Regions from separate parts of the Mus musculus genome. Here regions 1 and 2 are each linked to region 3. Evidence: chromatin contacts called from public Hi-C data. All regions are on one chromosome and are shown on one strand. The core of a region is the stretch at or near the end of the contact, and the rest is flanking DNA. Distances in the headings are between cores, read along the strand shown.

What was found. A called contact is a pair of places that touch in the nucleus more often than the background predicts.
Region 1: a contact with region 3 is called in a Hi-C map of cortical neurons, with 2.3 times the contacts expected there. The contact joins two enhancer-like sites. A contact is called at or near these places in 1 of 15 datasets of contacts at CTCF or cohesin (embryonic stem cells), 8 of 484 Hi-C or Micro-C datasets (cerebral cortex, cortical neurons, embryonic stem cells and 2 more), 2 of 115 datasets of contacts at active chromatin or transcription factors (fibro-adipogenic progenitors and neural progenitor cells) and 2 of 9 other capture datasets (adipose tissue and embryonic stem cells).
Region 2: a contact with region 3 is called in a Hi-C map of cortical neurons, with 1.8 times the contacts expected there. The contact joins two enhancer-like sites. A contact is called at or near these places in 3 of 484 Hi-C or Micro-C datasets (cortical neurons and embryonic stem cells) and 1 of 115 datasets of contacts at active chromatin or transcription factors (neural progenitor cells).

Annotation. Positions count from the first base shown.
Region 1 is chr13:58,883,626-58,887,876 of GRCm38.p6, reverse strand. The region is part of intron 12 of Ntrk2 (neurotrophic tyrosine kinase, receptor, type 2); the gene reads right to left. Among named protein-coding and RNA genes, the nearest start is that of Ntrk2, 78 kb to the right of the region's middle. Within about 2 kb of position 1,511, at least 5 of the 459 cell types and tissues checked have an H3K27ac peak or open chromatin away from gene starts, as enhancers often do. A contact at or near this core is called in cortical neurons, where this site is marked.
Region 2 is chr13:59,210,006-59,214,185 of GRCm38.p6, reverse strand. All of the region lies in intron 2 of Gm34558 (a long non-coding RNA gene), which reads left to right. Among named protein-coding and RNA genes, the nearest start is that of Gm34558, 4.5 kb to the left of the region's middle. Within about 2 kb of position 1,800, at least 23 of the 459 cell types and tissues checked have an H3K27ac peak or open chromatin away from gene starts, as enhancers often do. A contact at or near this core is called in cortical neurons, where this site is marked.
Region 3 is chr13:59,078,942-59,083,006 of GRCm38.p6, reverse strand. All of the region lies in intron 16 of Ntrk2 (neurotrophic tyrosine kinase, receptor, type 2), which reads right to left. Among named protein-coding and RNA genes, the nearest start is that of Gm53063, 7.3 kb to the right of the region's middle. Within about 2 kb of position 2,611, at least 38 of the 459 cell types and tissues checked have an H3K27ac peak or open chromatin away from gene starts, as enhancers often do. A contact at or near this core is called in cortical neurons, where this site is marked.

The DNA of each region.
Region 1 (4,251 bases), core at 262-2,761, 190 kb after region 3:
TCTTTTCTTTTCTTTTCTTTTCTTTTCGTTTCTTTTCTTTTCTCGTCTCTTCTCTTCCTTTCCTCTCTTTCTTTCTTTCTTTCTTTCTTTCTTTCTTTCTTTCTTTCTTTCTTTCTTTCTTTCTTTCTTTTTTTAAAAACAGAAAACCCCCCAGAGAATCCAGGAAGCAAGGCTGTGGCAGGTTCAGCTGGGTGGTTGACTCTGCTCAGGTTGTGCCAGGATTGCAGTAGGCCCTGGGCTCCACTTTCTACTTCTTTTTCTCCCATCTGCTCCTACCCTGAAGTCATAGGGGCTGGAATGACTCTCAGTCTTCAGTTCAGATTATTAATAACTCACCAAAGACTTAAAAAGTTTAAATGAAGTTCTTCTTCTTCTTCCCATCCCTCCTTTCCTCTCCCTCCTCTCTCTCCCTCCCTCCTTCTCTCCCTCCTTTCCTCTCCCACCTTCTCTCTCTCTCCTCTTCTCTCAGAACAAATGCTAGCTGACAACAAAGGATGGCAGCGTGTTTGTACTTTCGTCTATGCCTTGATCAAAGCAGAGGGTTTTTCTTCTGTCTTGCTCCTGTCCAAGGCTTGACTTCCCTCACAGGAAATGCAGCATCGTGGCCTATGGTTATCATATGGGTGACAATCTGTTACATAAGGAATTCAATTCCTCCAGAATACCTCTTTTCCTCTCTAGCACGCTGTAAATACATCAAATTTAAAGTCAGTTTTTTATGTAAAAGAATTCATTCTAGCAATTGTGCTTCCCCTCCACACAAAGGGAATCTCATTAGCTTCCATAAGCTTCTGTCTCTAGATCTAAGCTAATGAATACTGGGGCCTCCCACACTCAAATCCTTGCCCCGCTGTAAACACTCCTCCCAGAAGAAGCAGCAACTATTACAACTGATGCACCAGCCAAACGAAACAACAGGTTCCTTGTAAGATCCAGAACAATCCCAGCAAATGAGTTGGTAAAGAGCAATAAAATTAGGAATTGAAATAATCTATACATAACGTCTTTTAGAAGTGAAGGGCTGAAAGCAAATGTATGTTCCACAAATACTATAAAGTGACAGACACACTGGGACAACCGTCTCTTCTATAAACCCTACCAACAGGCGTTGACATAGTCATATACACTCTGTGCATGTACAAAATATATTTCTGCAACTCTGATTCAGTATTAATTCAGGTTGTAATCTCCCTTTGTGTGTGTGTGTGTTTACCAGAACATAAAATGTAAAATGTAACAACCTCTTAGGAATTAACTAAAGAGCTGAGCTCTAAAACTAAGAATTGATTTTGTTCTTATGACCATCCACACAATGGGCTCTCTCCTTTATTTCATCAAAGTAGAAATGAAATCCAGAGACAAAAACATTGCCCACACCGATGGTTGCAAGGGGGAAATGCAGAGGCGAAGTCAAGGCTATGTGAATCCCGTCTCCAGTATATAGCTCCTATTCACTAGCCGGCAAGGCTTACAAGGTAACAACTTAAAAATCCAAAGGAGGCACACACGCTATCTAACCAGGCTGGCTTCCCAGTGCCACGGGACAGTTGTGCTGACTCACAGCTAAATGTAATCCCCCAGTCATTCAGCATTTGTGCCCAAAATAAAGAGAAGGTTGAAGCATATGTTAGAATTTGAGCCAAGTTACTATCTCTCTTCTTCACAAGTTCTCAGAAGCCTGTCCACTGAAGTGACATACTAGACCGAGGAGGGAGCAAAAGAAGATTAGGAAGCAGGGAAGAGCGGGGCAGAACAGCAGGATAAGCAACAAAAGACCAAAGTGACACAGGAAGAGAGAAGCCAGAGGACTTCCAGATTTCCAAAGTCCCTGTCCAAATGTGGCCCAGCCTTCAGTGAAGAGGGAAGGGAAGGGGAGGGGAGGGGAGGGGAGGGGAGGGGAGGGGAGGGGAGGAGCTAGTGAGACCTGTCCTGGATTTTTAAGTACATCAATTTTTTCTTTTTCTAAAGAAATCATGTACCCTTAAACTAAAGTAATCATGTAGGGAGTTCCTGAGTAAAATCAGTGATTGATTCTATGTTGCAAGTAAACAGAGCCTTTCCCTGGAGTCTAAACAGGCTCACAGAATGGCTCAGGCAAGGCTGGCAATTAAGTTAGAGCTGAGGTGTTTTTGTTTTTGTTTTTTTTCCTGACTATGTAGATGAGCCTGAAGGATGCTTTACTGAGTCCAAGATGGCCGCCCTAGATAAACAAACCCCACATGTTTTCTACTGCTAGGAAGTCAACTTACTGCTTAGGAATTATGGGTAGCAGAGCCAGGGAGAGGAGAGGGGGAGGGAGGATGGAGAGAAGGCAGACAGAGGGGAGTGCACACTGTGGCTGCTTAGGTGGAATGGCTTCTGATGCCTGCTAGTGCAGTCCTCAAAGTGGCTGGCAATGGCTTGGTATGTATGGCACAGAGGGCTTTACCATTTCTAACACAGAGGAGTAAGTGTCTGAAGTGATACATGAGCTGGCTACATCAATCCAGTCACAGTACATCATACTCATGGATTCTTCTTATTATTTCTAATTCCTTGAGAACCTCATAAAACATATTTTGAACATATTGACACCCAACTCCTCCCCACTTACTCCTCTAAGCTCTGCCTCCCAGGCCTCTCCCCCTCTACCTCCTGTTTCTTTTATAAATTTAATAACCCACCAACTGGTTTGTGATGTCTCTGGGTATCCACCAACGGAGCACAGTGAGCTCCATTGGACATGTATTCTTAGAGAAAACTGACTCTTGCTCCCCGACTAGCCATCAAGTGTCTATCGAGCAAGCCATTCTAGCATGCCCATTGGTCAACATTCTAGCGTGGAGAGGGGAGGGGTTCAGGACCCACCCCACTTCTAACTAAGAAACTATGAATGGTTGTATTTGTGTATTTAAATGTCACACTATACTCCATGAGTATTTATCACTAAATTAAAATTTAAATTTAAAATGAAAAGATAATTTCTCTTACACAGCTAATGGGGGAAGACTGGTTGTTCTGCTTCCTATAAGAACAGTACCAATTCCTTCAAGATTCATATGCCTTTATAGTATTATGCACAGCGTAAGCCTCCTCTGCCTTCATACAGACACACACAATGTGGGCATGAAAGTAAGAAAGGCAGCTGGAGAGACAGCTCAGTGGAGAAGAGCACTGGCTACTCTTGAGGAGAACCCAGGTAAGTCCCCAGCCCCCACCGGGCAGCTCACAAACATCTATAACTCAGCATCATGGCACCCAAGGCTCTCTTTGGGCCTCCACAGACTCTGCACACATGTGGGAAAGGTACATGCATGCGGACAATCGTAGTCTTTTGAAAGGTATAACGAGATTTGGAAAGTAAGTCAGCTTGTGAGACTGAGATAGACTCCCGCCTCTAAACAACAGGAAGAGGCCAGTTCCTTCTTCAGAAATACATTTTAACTGCTGCTCAACTTTCTTTTTTTCCCTGAAATTATCAAGGATTGGTAAGTATTGACAACTTATTTTTTTTTCCTTTAAAATATCCCATTTGGTCAGTTTGAGGCCATGGGGAAGAGAGTCGAAAGTTTTCCTGTAAACCTGCTTTCTCCGATCCCTTTTGCAAGGCTTCCAGTCCCTCTCCCATGAAGAACTAACAAAGCTCTGTGCTCATCCCCACAGCAAATTCATCTCCGAGCTCTTCAAAATGTCTTTTTGTTTTGTCAGTGACTTTCTGATTCTATAAAGTTAAAATGATATGCTGAAAATGTCACACTACAATTTTCTCACGTGTCTTTATTCTGTGGATCTCGGAATAAGACGAGAGTATTTCACACAAAATTAAAAGAGAGAATGGGAGCTAGCTGCACAGAGCCTAAAGCAGCTAAGCTTAAAGACAGACAGAGTGGAAGTGCAAAGATGGGAAATATGTTCATGGTTTGGAGCAGGGAGAGGCCTTCTGGAGACACGTGGCTCAGGTAGAAAGATTGAAGGTCTGTCTCTGTCAAAAGGCAACATTTTTGTTTAACAATAATATCACCGGAAAGTTAAAACATGCCGATGTAGTGTTCACACCTGTAACCTCATCACTTGGAAGACTAAGGCCAGGTTTGCTGAAATTTAGAGGCTAGCTTGCACTACAAAATGAGACTCTATATCAAGCAAAACTAACAAAAATTTAAAAACAATTGTTTAAAAGCAAAAGACTATGGAAGCATGAATGATATTATAACCAATAAAAATTAACATATAAAAGTATTGTAAACATATACAGCAATAATAAGTGTATCA
Region 2 (4,180 bases), core at 551-3,050, 130 kb before region 3:
GCATGCTCTGGAGAAGCAGACAAGAGAAGCACATAACATAACTTCATGTTTAGTGTTAAGCGTGCGCTGCTTCTCCAGAGCACGACGCCATTAGTTTTGCATGTGTTCGTTCCTCTCGGGTTACAGCTCCACCCATCGCCCATGGTGAGCATGTCTGTGCCTAGGTTTCGGTCATCTTCACAGCTCTAAACACTACTGTACTTTAATATTTGATTTCCTATACCATGAGGCAGAAAAGGCACTTTCATGTGCATAGTTGTCAACTAAATACGGTATTTGGTGAGGTGTCAGTTGAAACCTGCCATCTTTCATCTGAGTGTTCCTTTTCCATCATAGTTGTCCAGTGGCTGGGTTATCTGCAGGACCATCTCCTCCCTGAAGCAGGAATGTGAGCATTTTTTTTTTCCTTCTTGCCTTGCTCCCAGCCCTTAGCTCAGGGACATAAGAGTCCAGGCTTATTTAGTAAAAGCATGAGGGTTGTGAATGTGGACAGTGCTATTGTAATAAACGAAGCAGCTGTTGATGACCGTATTGGCCAGTGGTAATTTACTCTACCTCACCACATTTCAAGTTATTTACCTCTGAAGTGAGGAGGGTGATAGACTAAGTTTTCTGGCAGTTTTGAGAATTACGCTGTAAAAAACAAAAATGCCATTAGCACAGTGTGAGGAATCTAGGAGGTATCACTAAAGAGCAAAGCAAATTCGTCCACAGCAGGATCGGGAAAAGCATTGTGCTGTGCACAGAGCAAACGTCGTCTGTTTCAGTGTGTACTGTCCGGCTATATTAAACCTGATTATAGTTCCTGCTAACTGACTGTATTTCATATTGTGAGAATCTGCTACAGGTGACTTCTAATAATTACAGCCATCACACAGCCCAGACATGCATCATGGTCGCCACATACCAGGAGTGTCGTGCATTAAAGCCACTCTGCATGTGAATGTCACACACTACATCTACCATGAGCTGTGTTATGCTTTCTTTCTCTCACAGATAAAGAATTCGAAGCGCAGACAATTCCAGCCACTCACACAACCCCACCCCACCCGACCCCTCTCCCTGCCTCAGCAAGAATTAGAAACTGTTCAGGTTTAACTGCAAACACAAAGTGCTTTCTATTTATGACCAATTACATCAAATCTGCTAAAAATTACTTCTTGTCTGCATGTTTTTAGATTTTTGTCCCCCTAGAATAATTCAATTCGTACAAAAGAAGACGGTTATGTTAACTAAACTCTGTTTGCTTTGCGTGGTCCTTGTGGACATGTCTACCACGTGACTCCTGTGGATGTGAGCTATGTGTGCTGGATCAATGAGTTTTGAAGTTCTTGGGCCTCTGTCTAGATTAGTAAAACAAGGGTTCAGGCAGGCACCCGTGATTAGTTTTGGATTGGCTTCCTAGGGTAGCAGTCTTATCATGTCAGACCTGGTCAGGGATGCCTTCCACAGTGGACCAGAGATGCAGGATGGATGCATTTGCTCCTTACCCCCCTGCTCAGCACGAATCTAGAGACCAGACTCAATGTGACGAAGCTTCCCACTGCATGCTGTGGGCGGTTTGTGTTTCCGGCAATGAAGACAGGGCATCTGAGACCGTGTTCCTCATCTTGCTGTGCTCACAAGAGTCCAGCAGAGGAAGACTTTAGAGAGGACCTCGAGAGGGGATGCCTCAGAAGGTGCTTGGAACTGCACCTGTCCCCAATGCAGGCAGTCGCAACATGACAGATGCTGTTCTGAGGGAGTCTGTCAGCCTCAGTCGCTGGCAAGGCTGAGGAGAGCAGCAGTCGCTCTCTCGCTCGCTCGGCTTTCTATTTCAGTCACCGTCTGAAAATGTGCTCTGTGCAGCCTGGGCACAGCGTTCCCCCCAAGAGCTCCGTTTCTTGTCCTAGATTTTCTTTTTTAAAACCTCCTAGAGGCAGAAATATTTCTCCTGCCTATATTGCTCTACATCTCCTCCTATCAAAGACATATTCTAGCAGTCATACAACTGGAGGCGGTAAGTGCGCCATCATTACTGAGGGGCTACTGGCCCAAGTGACCTTTGCCCTCATGCTTTGTGCCAGCCCCCATCTGGGGTCTGCCTGCCATCATTGTCCAGAAGATATTTGATGAGGCATTTTTAGGATTCTGTACATCTGCAAGTCTGACTCTGCTCCAGCCCCGCTGTTTCTTACTTCCTTTATCTGCTTATTGGATTGCCATTAGCTGTCTTGATAAAGTGTTCAACTATAAATACAATTTATGGATTTCAGAAGTGTAAGTCATGGCTCATGTCATTATTCATTTCCAGGCAGGACTTTAGCTGCCTGTACGTTTCAGTAAATACCCACTTCCATGTCCCACACAGAGCAAGGGAATATATTTCCCACCAACTTTCCTCTAGATTTCCATGCCAAAGAGGCCAGAATAGAATCTGTTGCTGGATTTTGTCCCTTTTTATTTTTAAATCTTTAGGAATAGAGGGTATGACTTTGGAATAAGTATGATATTTCCTCCACAGAGATTTGTGTGTTCATGATGAACATGATCCAAAGAACACTTTAAAAATATTCCAGGCAACGAGGTCTCAATGTGCACTAGTGAAGTTCTAGACAAGAACGCACGAAGTGAAGAATCCTGGGAGAGCTTACAAGAACACAGGAAGTGAAGGGTCCTGAAGAGCATGCAAGAACGCAGGAAGTGAAGGATCCTGGGAGAGCTTACAAGAACACAGGAAGGGAAGGATGCTGGGAGAGCATACAAGAACACGGGAAGTGAAGGATTCTGGGAGAGCATACAAGAACGCAGGAAGTGAAGGATCCTGGGAGAGCTTACAAGAACACAGGAAGGGAAGGATGCTGGGAGAGCATACAAGAACACGGGAAGTGAAGGATTCTGGGAGAGCATACAAGAACGCAGGAAGTGAAGGATCCTGGGAGAGCTTACAAGAACACAGGAAGTGAAGGATCCTGGGAGAGCTTACATCTAAGGAGTGTAACACTCGCCTAAGATGAGCAGTGTTTTTAAGCAGTTCACATCTTTGAGTTTTTTCCTTTATTTTTATTTTGTGTGTTTGAGTGTTTTGCCTACATGCAGCCCTGTGCAACATGTGCACTTGAGGTACCCACGGAGGCCAGAAGAGGGCGTCGGATCCCCTGGAATTAGAGTTACATATAGTCCTGAGCTGCCATCTGGGTGCTAGAAAAGGCACTTTGGTCCTATGCAAGAGCAGCCAGTGCTCTTAACCTCTAAGCCATCTCTCAGGCCCCTCTTTCTGAGTTCACGAGTTAGAATTTAAGAGTTTGGGTTCCAGCTGTGGGAAGTGGCATTTGACACAGACAAAACCTACCTTTGCCTGGATGGAGACTCAGAGTTCCAGAAAATGCCTCTTTTACTTGTTCTTAAATGGCTTGTGCCACCTTACCCTCTGCATGAAGGTTCCCTCCTGGGCTAACTCGCACTCCTATCAGAGATATTGTTCTGGAATATGATAGAGGAACTAAGAGAGAGGCTAAAGGACCTCAGGAGGCTGCAGACTCTGCAAACTCCTTGGCACTCGCTGTTTGTAAGACCCTTACCTGGCCCTTATGACAGTGCTGGGGAGAGCTGCTTTGCCTGGGTGCCACACAGATGTTCTCCTGTCTGCTGCATCCCGGTCCCCGTCCCACACACAATGTAGCTTTTGAAGAGGGAGCCTTTGAAGTGTGTGTCACACAGAGACACAGAAAGAACATCCACAAAGGGCTTGTCTGTGTGCCCTTAAGAAAACAAAATACTAAAATACACTCGCAAGCTCTCCATTCAAATGTCTCAAAAATTCCTGAGTAGCCGTTTTCTCAGTATTTGAATTAGAGGAGGCAAATCCCCATCAACTGCCCTGTGACTCCTTCCAAAGCCCAAGACGATGACAGCTCTCAACTCCTGGAAGGAAGTTCACACGGTACCCAGCGGATGGCAAGGCTGTGGCATATTAGAAGCCACACGAAAACTTGCCTACCACAGGGGTACTAAGGTTTAGACTATTGGGTAATGAAATACATTACAAGAGGTTGAAATTATGTTAGAGACATTGTTTGGCACAGATATCCACCTTATATGGATAGACAATAGATAACACCCTCCAAAGAGACCTGCAGCCTGTTCCGCCCCAGGCTGCCAGTGGCTGGGTTCCCCTAGGTCTCCTTTGTGCTCACATTCT
Region 3 (4,065 bases), core at 1,362-3,861:
TTTAGATAATTAATAAACACTCAGAACCTATCTGGGGGGGGGGGTTTGTGTATGCTTGGCCCAGGGAGTGGCACTATTAGGAGGTGTGGCCTTGTTGGAAGAAGTGTGTCACTGTGGGGGTTGGCTTTGAGACCCTCCTCCTAGCTGCCTGGAAGACAGTCCTTTCCTGGCTGGCTGTTAGAGAGAAGGTAAGATTGGAGCATGTTTGGATGGTATGTGTCAGAGTCAACGCAGTAAGCGTTCCTTACCAACTGTGCATTTGGAGATTCGTCTACTTCATAAAATCAGCTTGTAACCTCCAAATCAATAGTCAGGGTGCTCTCTCAGGCATTCACAGTCACACACAGGATAATTAAAATTGGAATTGTCTGGCTTGGGCGTTCTAGCAAACCTCAGGGACACTGCGAGACAGTCTTCTCTCAGCTTTCCACCAAGTGTACCTTTCAAGAAGGACTTAGTACCATTCATCCTGTATCTTTTGAGACTCTGTTAGTTGCTTTGCTGCTTAAAATGGTCTCCAAGCAGTGGTGAGGTACGGCCTCCAGTTCCTAAGGCCAAGAAAGCTGGGGGTGTGCCTTACAGAAAAATACGTGCATTAAATCTACTTTGAATGTCTATGAATCTGCAACACACAGGTGTTTCCTAGTCTTGGAGTTGGGTCTCAGCAAACAGGTCACTGCCTGGGAACACAACACAGTTGATGTCCTCAACCTTCAGAACGGCCTAGTTTAGTCAAGTAGGGCATTTCCTCTAGTGGGTGCATGGCTGACTGGGGAACTGCAGCTCACTGCCACTGCCCAGCATCCTATGATGAGTGCACTTGGTGCGTACAGCCTGGGAAATTACCCAACTCAAAACGGGAAATGATAGGTTTCTACTAAGTTAATCTTCCTTTTGCACCAACCACTGTAAAGTTGGAACACTAAGTTCAGCTACCATAAATTAAGGACATGCTTATATTAAAAAAAAAAAAAAAAAAAAAAAAGCTTTACACAGAAGGGCCCATACGCTTCTTACACTGGCAGATCAGCTGACAGAAACGTGAGGACCAGAGGTGACAGTTTAACCTTCATTAAACCCAGGTGGAATCTCAGATTTACCACCTCAGTTTTCAGTGATGTTGTGGGACTCACGTGCTATGAATAACAAGGGTCTTTTGTATGTGCACACGCATGTTGCACACACATGTTGCCAGCATTCGTATGTCCTTAGCTCTACACCAATAGTTACACACAAACGTATAAGAAAATAGCATGTACCAATACGCAGATATGCAACTTGGAGGTTTAGGAATGATTTAATTTCCCCCTTTGAGTCTCAGAGTGTTTTTATAACATTGTTTTTTACCATAAAAACATTTAAGGTGGACCAAAGCCAAGGAAACCCCATGGATTGATAACAGTTAGACTTGTGTATGGTGTTTTGGAAACTGCTGGCTTTCTTTTTAAGAAGGTTGGCCAGCATGTGTCCTTCATGGTTATTCCCTAGACAGGTCAGCTGACCTTCCAATGTTTTAGTTGGATGTTTGAAGAAGTTGGAATAACATCAGGCCTTGCATGAATGTATACATTAAAATACTGTATTCCAGGGAGATACTTTAGTCCTCGAGGCTCCTACAACTGTGGTCTTTAAGAGTAGTGACTTTGAGCTGAGTTATATTCAGATCAAATTCCTCTCAGACACTCTAAGTCCCTGTGTGACTGCATGGCAGATGGCCCATCTACAGAGGTGCCTATGGATGGGTGAGGTCATAGGGTAGAGCCCCGATCCAGTAGAACTCTTTCCAAAAGAGACAAGACGGACGGCAGGGCAGTTTTCTGCGTGGACACACAGTAGTGTGGCCGTCGTCAGTAAGTCACGAAGATAACCCTGAGCTTGGTCTTGGCACTCTGACCTTGACCCTCCAGACTGTGACATAGGATATTTCTGGAGTTTAAGCCACCCAGCCTGTGGTATTTTGTGATGGCCGTCTGAGCAAATACAGTTGGTTCAGTCCCTTGATGAGCCGGCTTCCTTCTTGTAACCACTGCCTGTCCTTGGACGGTCAGACCAAGGTGTAGAAAGTTCTGTCCCTTGTGCTTTTCCTTAAACCCCTCTACACCCAAGCTGGCAGTGTTTCATCCAAATCTGTTTCCATCACACAACTTCAGTGTGCTGCTGTCCTCTACTAAGACATCCACAGTTTACAGCAAAATATGAGAGTCATTAAAAAGACCTTTGTAAAAGCCCGGGAATCAGAGACCTTGTTATCCTGACAGAAACACAGATTCCCAAAACTCCTAATGGACCGGTTATGACGTCATACTCTCGGGGCCATTGTCCTAACAAGTGGAATCAGAGCTGTCACACTGCCACCTTATTTGGCTCTATTGACACCATGACCACATTAGTAACGTGAAATCCCTCTCTGCTCAGAACAAAAACCTGTCAATATTACATTCTCTTCCCATATTCCAAGCACCTCTGTGATGTCTGATTCTACTTTATTTTTGCCTTTCCCCTCATCTTGTTTCCATTTGCTGAAAAGTCTTCATTGTTCCAGAGGTCAAGAAAAATGGGGGTGGGGGGAAGGACTTGTTTAGAAGTAGTTGCCTAGCAACCCATCTTCCTTATTCCAAGGACAGGAGGCAATTTGCATTTTGGGAAAGAAGGAGGAGAAAAGAAAAGCTTCAGAGTGCTGGGCTGGGAATATTTGGTTGACCACTCCTCAATGGAGCCTGCCCTCCTCTGAGAACTCCCCCTGGGTGGCCATCCTTTGCAGACAGCCCTGTGTGTGCTAACTCAAGAGAGCCGCCCTCTTTCAAGGTGCTCCCAAAGTGCCTGGGGCAGTGAGTGGCTCCGGGCACTGCCAAGACGCAGCCCCAGGCAGCTCGAGGACAGAGCTCAGGACATCCTGGTCTCATTCAAGAGACTGTTTCGTTCCCACAGTGCTCTCCTCCTTTGTAGCAGCAGTTCTTTTCTGGACACGTGCCACACCCAGGCCATGTCCAGGCCTGTTTCCCTTAACCCCCAAGCTGCTGGTGGGTTCTTGAACCTGCTTTGGGAAAGCCGGAGCCAGCAGGCATGTGGCAAAGACAACAAGACACTAACCTCTATCTCCATTGGTACTCTTAGTTGGCCTACAAGAGGCAGAGGTAAGGGGAAGGGAGGTTGCTTTCTAAATCCAGTGGGAAAGTCAAGGGCACTGGTTTCTGGGAAAATCACTGTCCCACACCATAGAGCAGACCTCAAACATCTCATTCACTGCCTCAGTTTCCACGATGGTATAACAGAAGGTGCTAACTTTTGGTTAGAGAGTTGTGGAGAAAGAAAGATTATAGTCCTGAAGGCTTCTAAGTGGTAAAAAGGAAGAGGAGAAGGAAGAGATGGTGGAGTAGGATGAGAAGAAGAAGGGAATGAAGAGGAAAAGGAAAAGAAAAAGAGGAGAAGGAGGAGCTAATTCTTAAGCTTTAAGTGGACGAGACATTGAGTGTGCTGTAAATTACAGTCTCTAAGACTGAGACATTTGCAAACTACACTTGCACTGTTTAGCTCACTTCAAACACTGCCAGGTAACAAGAAGGCACGCACCCTCCATTCTGCTGTTTAATGAGGACATCAGCCTCATGGCAGAGGCCCTGCTGAGCATAGGTAATTCTGATCTTCACAATCCGAGTGTGATAGCAGATACGGCTGTCACTGCGGAGGGGTGTCTTAGACACCTTGTGATTCCTTTGTCGTTTCCTATTCTTCCATGTGCATGGACCCCTAAAACAAAGCGATTCCCGAAAGTCTGGCTTAAGATTAAATACATTTCTTTGGCTAATGCAGGGATAGTGTCCTGATAGGAAAAGATGGAAGATAACACCATCTAATCCTCTTATGGGTTTGGCTAGGAGGCAGAATGGATCTGGAGGAAAACTGAATCATTCATTGGGCTTGGCCAAGCACAGGAGATAAAGAAATGAATATTTAAAATATTGGTAAGCAGGACTTGGCCTTCTGCAGAACACAATTTGCAATTTCTCCTCCTCTTTCTACCCCTTTCTCTCTTCCTCCTCCTCTCCCTCCCCCCACCCCACTAGC